Regions from separate parts of the Mus musculus genome. Here regions 2 and 3 are each linked to region 1. Evidence: chromatin contacts called from public ChIA-PET data. All regions are on one chromosome and are shown on one strand. Each heading gives the region's core, a stretch centred on a gene start, on an enhancer-like site or on the middle of the called end of the contact. The rest is flanking DNA. Distances are from core to core; before and after follow the strand shown.

Region 1 (4,133 bases), core at 915-3,414:
ATAAACTTTCGACATCTTCTTTAATGACTATGTTTTAATCAAACTATTTTTTTCTTTGGAAAATCTATTACCCTTATAGTTTTTATATCTTCATCTCATTAGAAACACCCATTTATGCCAACACTGACCCTTCCTGTTCTTAATAACGCTATAGCACCAATCTTCTATAGGCTGGCAGAAGTCTTTACAACAAGCAGCATATATCCAATATACAGATGGAATTCCTCCAACTGTATATATTTAATATATACAGTTGGAGGAATTCCGCAACAAAAGACAATCCAGTAAGATCAGGCAGGATATTAGGCCAGGGGCTTTCATCTTTCTAAAAAATTCTTAGAGTCAAGGACTTAGACAATGTGCCTACACGAAAAGGTTTTGGGTTCAAACCTCAGCAATGTTTGTAGGGGATAGGACTAAAATCTAAATGGCTCATAAACATGATAAAATATTCAAGAATACACAGAGAATTCCAGCAACAATGAAAATATTCTTGCCAGAATGTAAAGCTCTATATTCTATTTGTCGAACTTATTGATGCATTCCAAACTGCTAGCAAATCTGCACACACTCTACGGTTATTATTAGGATAAAGTGTATGAATATCTATAAAGGTCTTAGCACAATGGGCTGGCACATGTTAAATAGTAAATGTCAACTGCTTTAATAAAATCAGTAAAATAACCATCCAATATCAACTGTGTGTGGTGTGGCACAAGTCTTAGCAGAGTCCTTTGTCCCTTGTATTTATCTAAGTACAGGAAGATTCAAAGAACTGATTTCTGAGGAAGACTCCAGAAAATTAATTGATCTTCCCTAGGTTAAATACACAATTGTTTATAAAGCTTTAAAACTGAGGTGAGACAATTAGCCAGCTGGGAGTCAGGGATCAGAAACAAGAGAACTCCCCCACTACAACATCTCTTTCTGTTTTGCACTTAATGAGATCAACTGGCTGCTCTGTTCAATCACAAATGAGGAGCATTTTAAATCATTGCCAGCTACAAAATGAATGAACACACCTTCCACCAGGAACATGTGACTGTTACCCTGAGTCTGATAATGGCCTCCAAGATCATCTGCACAGTGCATGTGACTACCTTACTACTAGCAAGAGAATGATCTAAGTCCTAGTCAACCACAGATGCACAAATAATTTAAATTTTTGAATATAATCAAGCCCACCCATAAACACGAAAGAGGTAACATGCTCTACCACCTGCTCAATGAGGTCCTGTCTGGCAAGGCCACCTGCTACTGCTGGCCAGAGTCTTACACTTTTGCTTCCAAATACACAACTCAAGTTCTTTTCTAAATAAAGCTTACTTTCTGGCCTGTAATGTCCATTTATAAATCCTTTTACCATGAAATCAATACTGTGGACAAAAAGGACTTGGATCTCCTTGGTTCCTCTCCTATATAACAGCATTACTCTAGTTTCAAACTCTTTGTATGATAATTTTTGCAACATTTTGCTAATGCAAGAATTAAAAAATATGAGAAATGGCTGCCGACAGAAAGCTTCTATTGTAAAAAGGGATTCCTATGTGATTACAGATGACCTTGTTCCACCTTATCAGCTGAAATAATCAGCTGAGTGAAAGAAACAGACATGAATGTCTGTTGAGCAAACAATTTCAGAAGGACAGAGTGAAGGAGAGACACATAAGCCCCCAGAGCTGCAAGTTTCCCATTCTCAAGCCCCTTATTCTACCAACTTTTCATCTTGGCAGACCCCTCAATTTCCTTAGGGAGAGAGGCTGCCCCTTGCTGTGTGTGGTAATAAACAGTTCCATCTAATGAGGTCAGGCTCCGGTCTCTTTATCGATTGTCTTCAGAAATCTAACAGTTGCTTCTACTATTACAAAGAGATTTTATTTCAATACTAAAGGTATTTTATTAGGAAATATTAACCCCCTAGGCAATCATTTTATTCTAATAATAATGTAACTACATTGTTTTTAAAAGTAACAAACCAATTTAATTCAATTAAGCACCAAGAACTCTAATTATTTCCCTACTTGCTTCCCCAGGCCCATTCTCTACCAGCCTTTGTCTAGTTGTGTATTTTCTCCTCATTTCTCTTATCTCTAAAACTCTACCACTCAGTACTCATGCCCTCTGACCTCTGGCTGCCAACAGGATGAAGGTGAAACAGCATATGACTCCCCAGTTTCTTTTCTGCCTTAATCTTCCTGGGCTGAGGGTCTATTGAATGAGTGTTTCTTCAAGGCTGAACTCTCAGATTTCTGCTCAGTTTAGAGCCTTGCCTCCTCGATTAAGGGACATTCCCCAGCTCTTGCTTCTCTCGGTGATTTGTTGTCTCTTTTTGATTAACTTCTGACCTGGTCTGCGGATCAGTCAACAGGGTCTGCAAGGGAGAGAGTGGGGATGGCAGGGCAAGAGACACGAAGGAAGAATGGAGACAAGACAGTCGGTCTGATCTAGTCTCAAGTCTCCTTTGTTGGAAGGTAACTAAGTACTTTTCAATATAAGTACAAGCTGGGGAGTGCAGCTGTACCACTTGTTAACCACAAGTCCAGAATGTGTAGGAGAAAAACAAGATGTTATCAGAGTGTGTTCAGCTGTGGTGGGTTTCTTGCAAAAACATCATGCTAGGAAAACAAGTCTCTCATCAGGGTGGAAAAGTACCACCTGTAAGTAAATGCCCAAGATGGCTGCAGAGATGATAGCTGCTTTCTGCTAAGAGTCGGCTCCCAACAAACTTCCCCTGCCCACACCCCAGCAAATACTTCCTTCATCAAAATATCTTCAACAAAATCATCCATATATTACAACTAGAACTTTCACTAATGTGCCTCTTATTACCTGCCACTTTATTACATATATACATACATACATACATACATACAGGGTCTCTATCAAATGTGTCCTATTAAGGACCCTGCACATAGTAGGCCTCCAATATTATCATCTCCATGAGAGTCTCCAAAGATCTTTATTGATATTCTTGTTACAATATTTACAATACTCTATTTTTATTAAAAATCAATGTATTTATTTCTTCAAGTTGTATATAGAGACTGCTTTTGTCTCTTGCAGCTTTCTAGGTATCAAGAGTTGTTATAAAGGGAAAAGTGAAAAAGGATTTATGACTTTTAAATACACTAACAAATAAACACAAGTTAGATAGATCATGGGATTGAGTAAGTTCCATTAAGTAAGACCAAGACTGTGCAATCGTATCTAATTTACACACTAAAGGACAAAGAATGGTAAGACTACTCAAAAACTCATTTTATTTACTGTAATTAAAATGCCCTATTGGAAAGGAAAAATATCTGAATTATCTCTTTTAAGTATATTAATTTCTACAGTTTATGTATAGCATAAACAACTGATTGCACATTCACAGTAGGTGGATGATTTTGTTGAAGATAATTTGATGAAGCAAGTATTTACTGAGGGAGACATGGAAACTGAAGTCAATCTGAAAAATTGACTCTACACAACTAGCTTTCTACTTTAAAAGTCAGAATAAGTCCTTTTAATCAAGTTAAATATGAAAATGTTAAGTAAAATATTAGACATAAACAGAATTAAATCAAAGCTTAGTTGATATAGGATATTATGTCTTTTTCATTCACTAAAATGTTCCTGCCATTGGGAGCTGAGTATACTTGGCCCGGGCCTGTAATCCTAGCATTTGGGAGGCAAAGCAGTAGCTAGAGTTGGAGGCCAACCTGGCCTACAGAGGGAATTTGACGCCAGCTTATACTACATAACAAATTTCCACCTTGATTTTTGTTTTAAGTCCATCAGTCCTTTTATTTATTTTTTAAATTATCTGTTTATGTGCAAAAAGGCTTGTGCTTATGAGTACAGGTACCCAGGGAATCCAGAAGAGAGTACATCTCCTGGAGCTAGAGTTGCAGGCAGTTAAGAAGTACTCAACATGGTGGCAAGGAAATGAACCCGGGTCTCAACAGGAAGAGCATGTACTCATCACCATCTATATAGCACCTGGTCTTTCTTTTGAAGCACAAATACAGAGTTATAAATTACCAATAATTCTTTTTAATCCTCTGCATCTGGGAATGACTCATATGGAGAGGAAGCCACATTTCTAATTCCACATAGAGAAAGCAGGAAACATAAGAGAGTCAATCTTT
Region 2 (4,557 bases), core at 41-2,540, 580 kb after region 1:
GCCTGACTCCAGGACAGATTTCCAAGCTCCAGGCCCTGACTTTTCTGCCCTTGCTCAGAAGATTTTCTTTTCTCCTCTATCTTGGAGCAAAGAGGGGAGCCAGTCTTCCTGCTTTGATATGCAGAGAAGTCTGGCTTTACCGGGATCCTTCCGTGTGCCAGGCACTGGGCTAAGGGGTTGGCACGGATTCATTTTCTCCTTATTAGTAGGTCCTCTTTGGTGAAAGAACTCATCAGGCCAAAGCTTGCAAGCGGCGGCTTCTTCTCAGCCAAGGGTAAACGGGAGCACACCAGGGACCCTTGTCCAAACAGTTCAGCTGGAGGCACAGGGAGCATAAGGTAGCAACATCTCCTGGATCTAAGACCAGGAAACAAAGTTTGGAATCTCACATAAATGCTAACCACTTTTGAGTGTTAGGGCCTTGTGCAATTGCTCAAGGAAATGGACAGGATGAGGTGGGGAGAGTATGAGGGAGAAAAGGGCAGAAAGAGAAGGGGAGAAATGAGAAATTGTAGGAGTCTTGGGGACACTGGTGGCCCTTGGCACTTGGACCAGAAAAGCACAATCACCACAGGAAATGCTTCCTGGGACTCCAACAGCCGCCCTTCCTGGCGAAGAAGACAGCTGACACCTGGCTTCAATAAAGAGCCATCCTGCAAACTCAGCCTTGCTCTCACAATGGACATAAAATATTGAGCTCTTTAAAGCCCAATAGGTGCCTTTGGCTCTCAGCCCCTGGAACTACATACAATCTGTATTTTCTGTAGCATTGCATTTATTTATGCTTTGTCCATTAAAATGGTGGAGGAGAGGGGGGACTGCTATTTAAGATGCTCCACTTGAAATGCTCTTTTCCAAAGAGTAGAAGGCCCAGAAAGGCCCATTGATCATCTGCTGCCCCTTGCTACCCAGCACATTGATTTTTCAAGGGACTTTCATGTTTGACAACTAGCACTGCCCCTCCCCACCCCTTTGACCTTCTGCTAAGACAGGGCCCTAGGCTAGTGGTTCTTTTACAGTCTCTAACATCAATACCATTTGTGTATTATCCTATTCAGTGTCTGGACTTAAGCAAAGGCTCTTGCCTGGTCATTTATATTCTCCTAAACTTTATGATTAACTGACAAACATCTGTCTAATGATGCAGCTAATCGAAGGCTTCAAGAGACAACTGTATGTTTTCTATTTTCCTTCGTCCCAAATTTCAGTGTTTCTGCCTGTCTCAGAGGCTCCCTAGAACAGCAGATATGACCTCCAGCTGCCTTCTTCACTAACGGAAGAAACCAGAGAGGGCCTTTTTCCACATACCATCACATTTTCTGAAACCACTTCCTCTCCCTGCTCCCCTTGACCTCTGCTGAGCAGTTGGCTGCATTAACCGCAGCGTTCTTGACACTTTCCCTGTGTGCAGGTGAAGGGCAAAGATTCTGGTCACCCTTGAATATGAACTGCAGCCCAGTGCTTTCTTAGTATACAAAATTGAGGGAATTGCTTAGAAACTGAGTCTGTCTGTTCCCACATCTGTGAAAGGAGAACAAAAAGCAACACTTCTTAGGGGTCCTGCAGGAAACTAAGTTAAACACTCACAGTGCATTTAAAAGACAAAGACTCCAGGAGGACCAGATTAGCCTCTCCTGCTTTGTGTTTCCATCTCTTCTTGTTCTCTGCTAAATACTAACAATGTCCATGGTCCATTCCTTGCCTGAACCATGAGCCCCTGTTCACACCCATCTCGCTCTACTGCCCTACACTCACTCTTCATAGTTCACACTTGAGACATGAAGGTATGGCTTTGCCTCAGTTTCTAGGCCTATAAAACACATTCACACTCCTAGCAGTTTGTTTTATGTAGGTGTAGAAACTGAGGCAAGGTCTCACTCCAGAAGCACCAAAGGCAAACTGAGATAGGACTGCCCAACCTCCATGAGTCATCTTGGTCTCCATTTTCTCCCAAGCATACCTGGTGTTCAGAGACAGGTGGATAGGAAGAAAGACTTCACTTACCTGTTTGCTCCTGTACACCAGGGAAACTCTTGCAGTAGCAACACAGGGAATTGGGTTGAAAATCAATCAACACAAAAGCAAAAATAGCGAAGAGTCAAAGCCTAAGGACTTCGTAAATGCCCCCTAGTGCTGCCTCCTCTAGAAGACTCCCAGTTGGTTAGTGTTTCTCAATGACCTTTAATTATCTTTAATTATCCACATGCCCCTCCCAAGTGCCAAGGAGGCTGCTGAGCAAAGAGCTGTCCTTCCCTGCTGGCCACCGGAAGATCGTGATTGTAGGAAAGGAGGTACTGGGAGCGTGGGTACTGATCAGATTCTGTCTCCAGGTCTGGGCTGTGGTTACACAGGTGTGCTTGCTCAGCCCTAATTCATCAAAGATAAACACTTTGACGGGGATTAGTGCAGTTTTCTCTTGCAAATTGTGCTTCAATTTATTTAAGTTTATATTTACAATATATGTTTCTTCCTTAGATTTTTTTCCAGCACCCCTTCATTATTACAGGCTGGTTTTGTTCCAAACCCATGATGTTTGGCAAAAAGGTAAGAAATGCCATGATATTTTCATCGATAGCTTGCTCTTCTTCTCCCTTCCCCTCCCCTTCCCCTCAATCTTCTCACTCTCATTGAATGCCAGGCAAATAACTAAGAACAGAATTGGTATGAATTACAAAATATCTCCATCACTGACTGCCATGACATCAGGCAGAAATTACTTATCTATCTTCCACATCAGTGTATTATCTGTAAAGTAAGGCTAATAGTACTTATCCAACCCATCAAGGGGATTTAATGATCATAGGCAAAGTGAACATTGGCTGAGTCTTGTATTTTATTCCTAATTTTCTATTGGTTACTTTCCACAAGCAGAGATTTACATTAGGGACTGACTTAATTTTCTATTGTGCTAGTAAGAACCACGACCAAGATAATTCATAAAAGAAAGCATTTAATTTGGGGCTCATGGTGGCAAAGGGTTAGAGTCTATAACCATCTTGGTGTGGAGAGCATGGCAGCAGGCAGGCAGGCATGGTGCTGGAGCAGTAGCTGAGAGCTCACATCTCAATCCACAAGCATGAGGCAGAGAACACCATGGGAATTTTTGAAACCTCAAAGTCCACCCCCAGTGACACACCTCCTCCAACAAGGCCACACCTCCTAATCCTTTCCACACAGTTCCACCACCTGAGGCCAAACATTCAAATACATTGGCCTATTATAGGGGCCATTCTTATTCAAACCAGTACAGGAAGGGGGCAGCATTCAAACAAGATTCATGAAGATAGATAGATCTCTTCTTTTTATTAGATATTTTCTTTATTTACATTTCAAATGCTATCCTGAAAGTTCCCTATACCCTCCCCCTGCCCTGCTCCCCTACCCACCCACTCCCATTTCTTGACCCTGGTGTTGCCCTGTACTGGGGCATATAAAGTTTGCAAGACCTAGGGGCCTCTCTTCCCAATGATGGCCGACTAGGCCATCTTCTGCTACATATGCAGCTAGAGACACAAGCTCTGGGGGTACTGGTTAGTTCATATTGTTGTTCCACCTATTGGGTTGCAGACCCCTTTAGCTCCTTGGGTACTTTCTCTAGCTCCTTCACTGGGGGCCCTGTGAGCATCCACTTCTGTATTTGCCAGATACTGGCAAAGCCTCACAAGAGACCGTTATATCAGGATCCTTTCAGCAAAATCTTGCTGGCATATGCAATAGTGTCTGGGTTTGGTGGCTGATTATGGGATGGATCCCTGGGTGGGGTAGTCTCTGGATGGTCCATCCTTTCATCTTAGCTCCAAACTTTGTCTCTGTAACTCCTTCCATGGTTATTTTGTTCCCTATTCTAAGGAGGAATGAAGTATCCACATGTTGGTCTTCGTTCTTCTTGGTTTTCTTGTGTTTTGCAAATTGTATCTTGGGTATTCTAAGTTTCTGGGCTAATATCCACTTATTAGTGAGTGCATATCTAGTGACTTCTTTTGTGTTTGGGTTACCTCACTAAGGATGATATCCTCCAGATACATCCATTTGCCCAAGAGTTTCATAAATTCATTGTTTTTAATAGCTGAGTAGTACTCCATTGTGTAAATGTACCACATTTTCTATATCCATTCCTTTGTTGAGGACATCTGGGTTCTTTCCAGCTTCTGGCTATTATAAATAAGGCTGCTATGAACATAGTGGAGCATGTGTCCTTATTACCAGTTGGAACCTCTTCTGGGTATATGCCCAGGAGAGGTATTGCTGGATCTTCCTGTAGTACTATGTATAATTTATGAGGAACCACCAAACTGATTTCCAGAGTGGTTGTACCAGCTTGCAGTCCCACCAGAAATGGAGGAGTGTTCCTCTTTCTCCACATCCTCACCAGCATCTGTTGTCACCTGAGTTTTTGATCTTAGCCATTCTGACTGGTGTGAGGTGGATTGATTGATGGGGATTGCATTGAATCTGTAGATTGTACTATGTCCAATTTTCTGAGGAACCGCCAGACTGACCTCTACAGATCTCTTGATGCCATCCTCTCTAATTCAGCTGGTTCCCTTTGCCCACTCA
Region 3 (4,482 bases), core at 265-2,764, 600 kb after region 1:
GTTTAGAGGGACAAATTTTCATGTTTTCTCTCGAATGTGCAATCTGCTGCAGCTCTTGAGAGAGCAGGCCCTGCCCCTTACCTAGGCAACACAGTAGAGCTGCCCCTAAGGCTGGAGTTACAGGTGAGCCAGCCCCAAGGGTGTGAGCATAGGAGGAGAGCTGGCCCGCCTCTTGTCTGCTGGGTGATGGAATGAACAAGGAAGAGACTCCCTCCTCCCCTATCTCATTCATCACCATCCATGGCAGACAGGAAAGCTGTCCCCAGGGTCATGAGACTGCCACTTCTCTCACCTGCTGCAACACTCAGGAGAGTGAGCCCTGCACCTTGCCTGAGCAGAAGGATAGAGCTAGTCCTGGTGGAGTCAGGGGTATATTGTCATTGGCGAGCTTGCACAAGGGCATGAGACTGGGAGAGCAGGCAGGCTGGCCAGCTCAGATACCTCTCAGGCCTAGATCCATGGCCAACCCCAACATCTACCGCATCGATGCAGGACTAGAGTATGTGAAGGGGCCTGTCATATATATATGATTGCCATGACACAGGGCAATGACAGGACATCTGAGAGGAGGCCCAGTGAGGAACTGTTATCAATAGAATAGCAGAAGCCAGAGGCCTCATACCAGACCAATAACTCATTGAAATGAACATTTGTAAGCAAAGAAGATATGGACAAAAGGGTATACTTTGGGATACAGGGTGATGCCCTACAGCTTCCACAATGAGATTATTTTTCCTTGTTGGGGGGACAGATTGCAAGGATGGGGGATGGGTATGAAGGGGGAAGATGAGTGGGATTGGGGTGCATGGTATGAAATTCACAAAGAACCAATAAAAAGTTGGGTTGTTTAAAGAAGTGTCTTGCAGACACCCACTTGGGCTCACTCAACATGGGGGTCTCATCTTATGTTGTGAGTCTTCCCTAGAGGACAGTTCTGTGCTGGGTTCTTGGGACTCACAATGAGAAGAATAGTGTGAAGATTGGTAGAGCCCAGTTGCCTTTTTGTTCTTAAAGAGCTCAGCAGAGGATACAACCAATGAAGAAGAACAGCTGGGGCAGGGCGATCACCAAGGACCAGAAAGTCTGACTCACCACCAGCCCTATACCAGAGAGATCTTTGCTAATCCCAAATGAAGAGGAGGTAGCACAGCTTTGGCTGAGTGAAGCCAAGCCTTGAAAGGGCTAGAAGGAGCCTGATGCATCTTACAAACAGAGCAGTTCATCCTACTTGGAGCCTCCTTCCTCCTAGCTCTTAGATCACCCCAGCACCTCCCTCCCCTCTCCCTGGAGATCTCCTCCTTCCTTCCCTTTCCCTTTTCCTCTCTCCCTACTTTGAGAGAGTCAGATGTTACATTACATTCTAGCACCTCTCCTCCAGCTACTCAACTCTCAAACCAACAGAGGCTTGGAGGGAGGGGAGGGGAGAATCATTTGCAGTGAATGTTGTCAGCTCTCAAAAGACCTCTGACCATCGTTTCATCTCAGGAAGCTTTTATCTCTCATGCTTACAGCACCTGCCTTCAAAGACCTAAGAGCTCACAGGTACTCTGCTGCCTTGGACCGCACATAGGATCTCATCAGTTCTCAGATCTCTGCTTTACAGATGGGAAATCGAAGCCAACAGGAGCCTCTGCTCTCCTGAGCATGTTTCTCAAGAGTTCCACCCAGCTCAGAACCACAAACATTGACTCCAGGCACTGAGCCCCAAAGAAGGACCAGAGACATTTAAGCCACAGCTTTGTGGTTCCGGGACAGACTCTGAAAATAATAAGGTTCTCCAAGTTGACTAGAGGCACGATGTCATGGCACTCATGCCCTGCCCCCTGTTGCTAGGGGGTTGTGGGGGGCGAGGACAGAAAAGGCACTGCCTTCTTTCAACTTCTTCCACAGTAATGTGTCCAGTTGCACTTAAGAGAGCATATCGAATTGCCATAGCAAGGGAAATGAAAAATAAAATCACTATTGTAAAATCCAACTGAACCGGATGCCACACCATTAATAGCATCTCCTTCACAAACACTGACTGAGGAAATCCACAAAGACCACACTGACATCAGAGCTCCCTTCTGGCTAATGACTCTGTAACCAGACAAAAGCTAAAGCAAACAGCACCTCACTTTGCCGTCAAGCCTAGGTGCATGGCCCTCCCTGGAGGGACCTTAGAGACTGACTCATGGCCCAGTGGCCCCAGCCCTGAGACCAACTGTACAGTGCATCCAAGTTGGAGCCTGTGTCTTTGAGGGCAGTGCCTACTGCAAAGGGCCGGCAGAGGCAGAGAAGGTGGCGGCGGTGCCTGCTGCTGCTGCTGCTGCTGCTGCTGCTGCTGCTGCTGCTGCTGCTGCTGCTGCTGCGGTGGGGCTGACGTAAGGGATCTGAGTTTGCAGGCAGGTGTTGCTCAGGCTTCTTGTTCTCGAGGAATACCATGAACAGTTCAGATAAGGGAGAGTCACCTGACTCCAGACACAGGATTCGAGCCCAGGGCCTTGGATTGCAGCTACAGGGGAGGGAACTCTGGCTGATCTCTCCCTGCGGAATGGCTGGTGACATTCAGAAAACCACCATCACAAAACTCTGATGGTAATTTTATTCACAATTTCCGTGGCTTTCTGGAGGAGGCTGCGTTTGCTCCATGAATAATCACAGAGAATGTGCTGCTGTGTTCCGCCCCCCAGATGTGGAATTAAATCATTCTTTCAATCATGTATTCCCTGTGCCTAAAAACAAAAGGCTACTTATGTTGCATAGAATCAGCACTGGAACATTCAAAGGAGTCTGTAATTCCAGAACATTTGATTTTTATAAATTTATAGGCATCAAAATAGCCTGAATCGGATAATATGAGAATCTTTAAAAACACTGGGATCTTTTAAACTATATTTTGCAAATTAAAAAAAAAAAGAAGAAGAATTGAATTTCAGTCTGTGGGCTCGTAATAAATTTAAAAGAAAGAATTAGAATATAGACTCATGCATGTGGGCAGCCTATCAGGTTCCCACCTCTGGATGAATTCCTACACAGAGTTGGCTACACTTGTTACTATCAAGTGATAATGTTGGCCAGAAATGTGTGCTTTCTGTAAAAGGAAAGACCCACCCCAACACCTTCCATTATGTCTTTTAATGTACTTAACACAAGTGTTAAGTACATTAAGGTGTCGAAGAAATGCTGCCAACACCCAATCACTCATTCTAAGGTTTGTTTTGCTTTGCTTTGGGGTTTTTTTGTTTGTTTGTTTGGGGTTTTTTGGTTTTTTTTGTTTGTTTGTTTTTCTTTTTGTTTGTTTGTTTGTTTGTTTGGGGTTTTTTTTTTGTCACTTTGTTTGAGCTAGGTACTGCTAGGCTAGGCTCTGAAGATTCAGAGGATAACAAAACAGACAGGAAAGTCTCTGTCTTGGGTCTCTATTTTAATGTCTTCTAAATTATCACCAACAGAACACAGAGGAGGAGCACTGAGATCATAGATCACAGGCCACCCACCTTCAGAGTCTGCCCTCAAGCGGGAGGGGAGATGGAGGAAAAGGATCTAGCAAGGAGGCTATTGCTTTGCTGCAGCCCGTTTCTTTGGAAACATTTACAGGGGTCTTAGAAAATAGACCCTTGTAGTAGACCCTTCTGCTGCTTAATATCCTCTGTGTCAGATCCCCTCAGCCTTCAACTTATACTCAGTATCCTCCTGGCCGTTCTCATTGTCTTCGTTGTCCTCGTCGTTGTCGTCATCGCCCTCCTCCTCCTCCCCCCCCCCCTCCTCCTCCTCCTCTTCCTTCTCCTCCTTCCTCCTCCTTCTTCCTATTCAGAAAAATCCCAAATGTTGGATGCTGGTGCAGCAGGAGGCCCCGGACGACCCAGGGCGTCAGGATTAGGACGTCATAATGGCGCAGCAGTTTTAGGTGCTGGTCTTAGGGTCGCTTGCCGCGGTCCTGGTCGAGGCCACGGGGCTCGTGGAGGTAAAGCTGAAGGCAAAGAGTGGATCTCCGTCATCAAGCTGGGCCGCCTGGTCCTTGAAGGAGATCTATCTTTCTCCCTGCTCATTAAGGAATCCGAGATTATTAACTTTTCCCTGGGTGCATCCCTAAAGGATGAGGTTCTGAAGATCCTGCCAGTGCAGAAGCTGACAAGCACAGCAGATTCAAGGCTTTTGTCGATATTGGGGACTACAATGGTCACGTTGGTCTTGGCGTTAAGTGCTCCAAGGAGGTAGCCACTGCCATCTGAGGGGCCATCTTCTTGGCCAAGCTTTCCATTGTCCCTGTGCGGAGAGGCTACTTGGGGAACAAGATTGACAAGCCCCACACTGTTCTATGCAAGGTGCAAACCTCTGTAGCTCTGTGCTGGTGTGTGTCATCCCTGCCCTCAGAGGCACTGGCATTGTCTCTGCTCCTGTGCCCAAGAAGCTCCTGATGATGACTGGGATAGATGACTGCTACACATCAGTCAGAGGGCAACTTTGCTGATGATGACTGGGATAGATGACTGCTACACATCA

Evidence for each region. ChIA-PET counts read pairs in DNA pulled down with a chosen protein or histone mark.
Region 2: a contact with region 1 is called in an RNA polymerase II ChIA-PET map of memory CD8 T cells, with 6 read pairs. The contact joins two enhancer-like sites. A contact is called at or near these places in 2 of 115 datasets of contacts at active chromatin or transcription factors (large pre-B cells and memory CD8 T cells) and 1 of 9 other capture datasets (pancreatic islet).
Region 3: a contact with region 1 is called in an RNA polymerase II ChIA-PET map of effector CD8 T cells, with 8 read pairs. The contact joins two enhancer-like sites. A contact is called at or near these places in 1 of 115 datasets of contacts at active chromatin or transcription factors (effector CD8 T cells) and 1 of 9 other capture datasets (embryonic stem cells).

What each region holds. Positions count from the first base shown.
Region 1 is chr14:77,858,872-77,863,004 of GRCm38.p6, forward strand. The region is part of intron 1 of Dnajc15 (DnaJ heat shock protein family (Hsp40) member C15); the gene reads right to left. Among named protein-coding and RNA genes, the nearest start is that of Dnajc15, 14 kb to the right of the region's middle. Within about 2 kb of position 2,165, at least 35 of the 459 cell types and tissues checked have an H3K27ac peak or open chromatin away from gene starts, as enhancers often do. A contact at or near this core is called in effector CD8 T cells and memory CD8 T cells, where this site is marked.
Region 2 is chr14:78,436,916-78,441,472 of GRCm38.p6, forward strand. No RefSeq gene overlaps it. Among named protein-coding and RNA genes, the nearest start is that of Akap11, 98 kb to the right of the region's middle. Within about 2 kb of position 1,291, at least 38 of the 459 cell types and tissues checked have an H3K27ac peak or open chromatin away from gene starts, as enhancers often do. A contact at or near this core is called in memory CD8 T cells, where this site is marked.
Region 3 is chr14:78,457,192-78,461,673 of GRCm38.p6, forward strand. It overlaps the pseudogene Gm4821. Among named protein-coding and RNA genes, the nearest start is that of Akap11, 77 kb to the right of the region's middle. Within about 2 kb of position 1,515, at least 65 of the 459 cell types and tissues checked have an H3K27ac peak or open chromatin away from gene starts, as enhancers often do. A contact at or near this core is called in effector CD8 T cells, where this site is marked.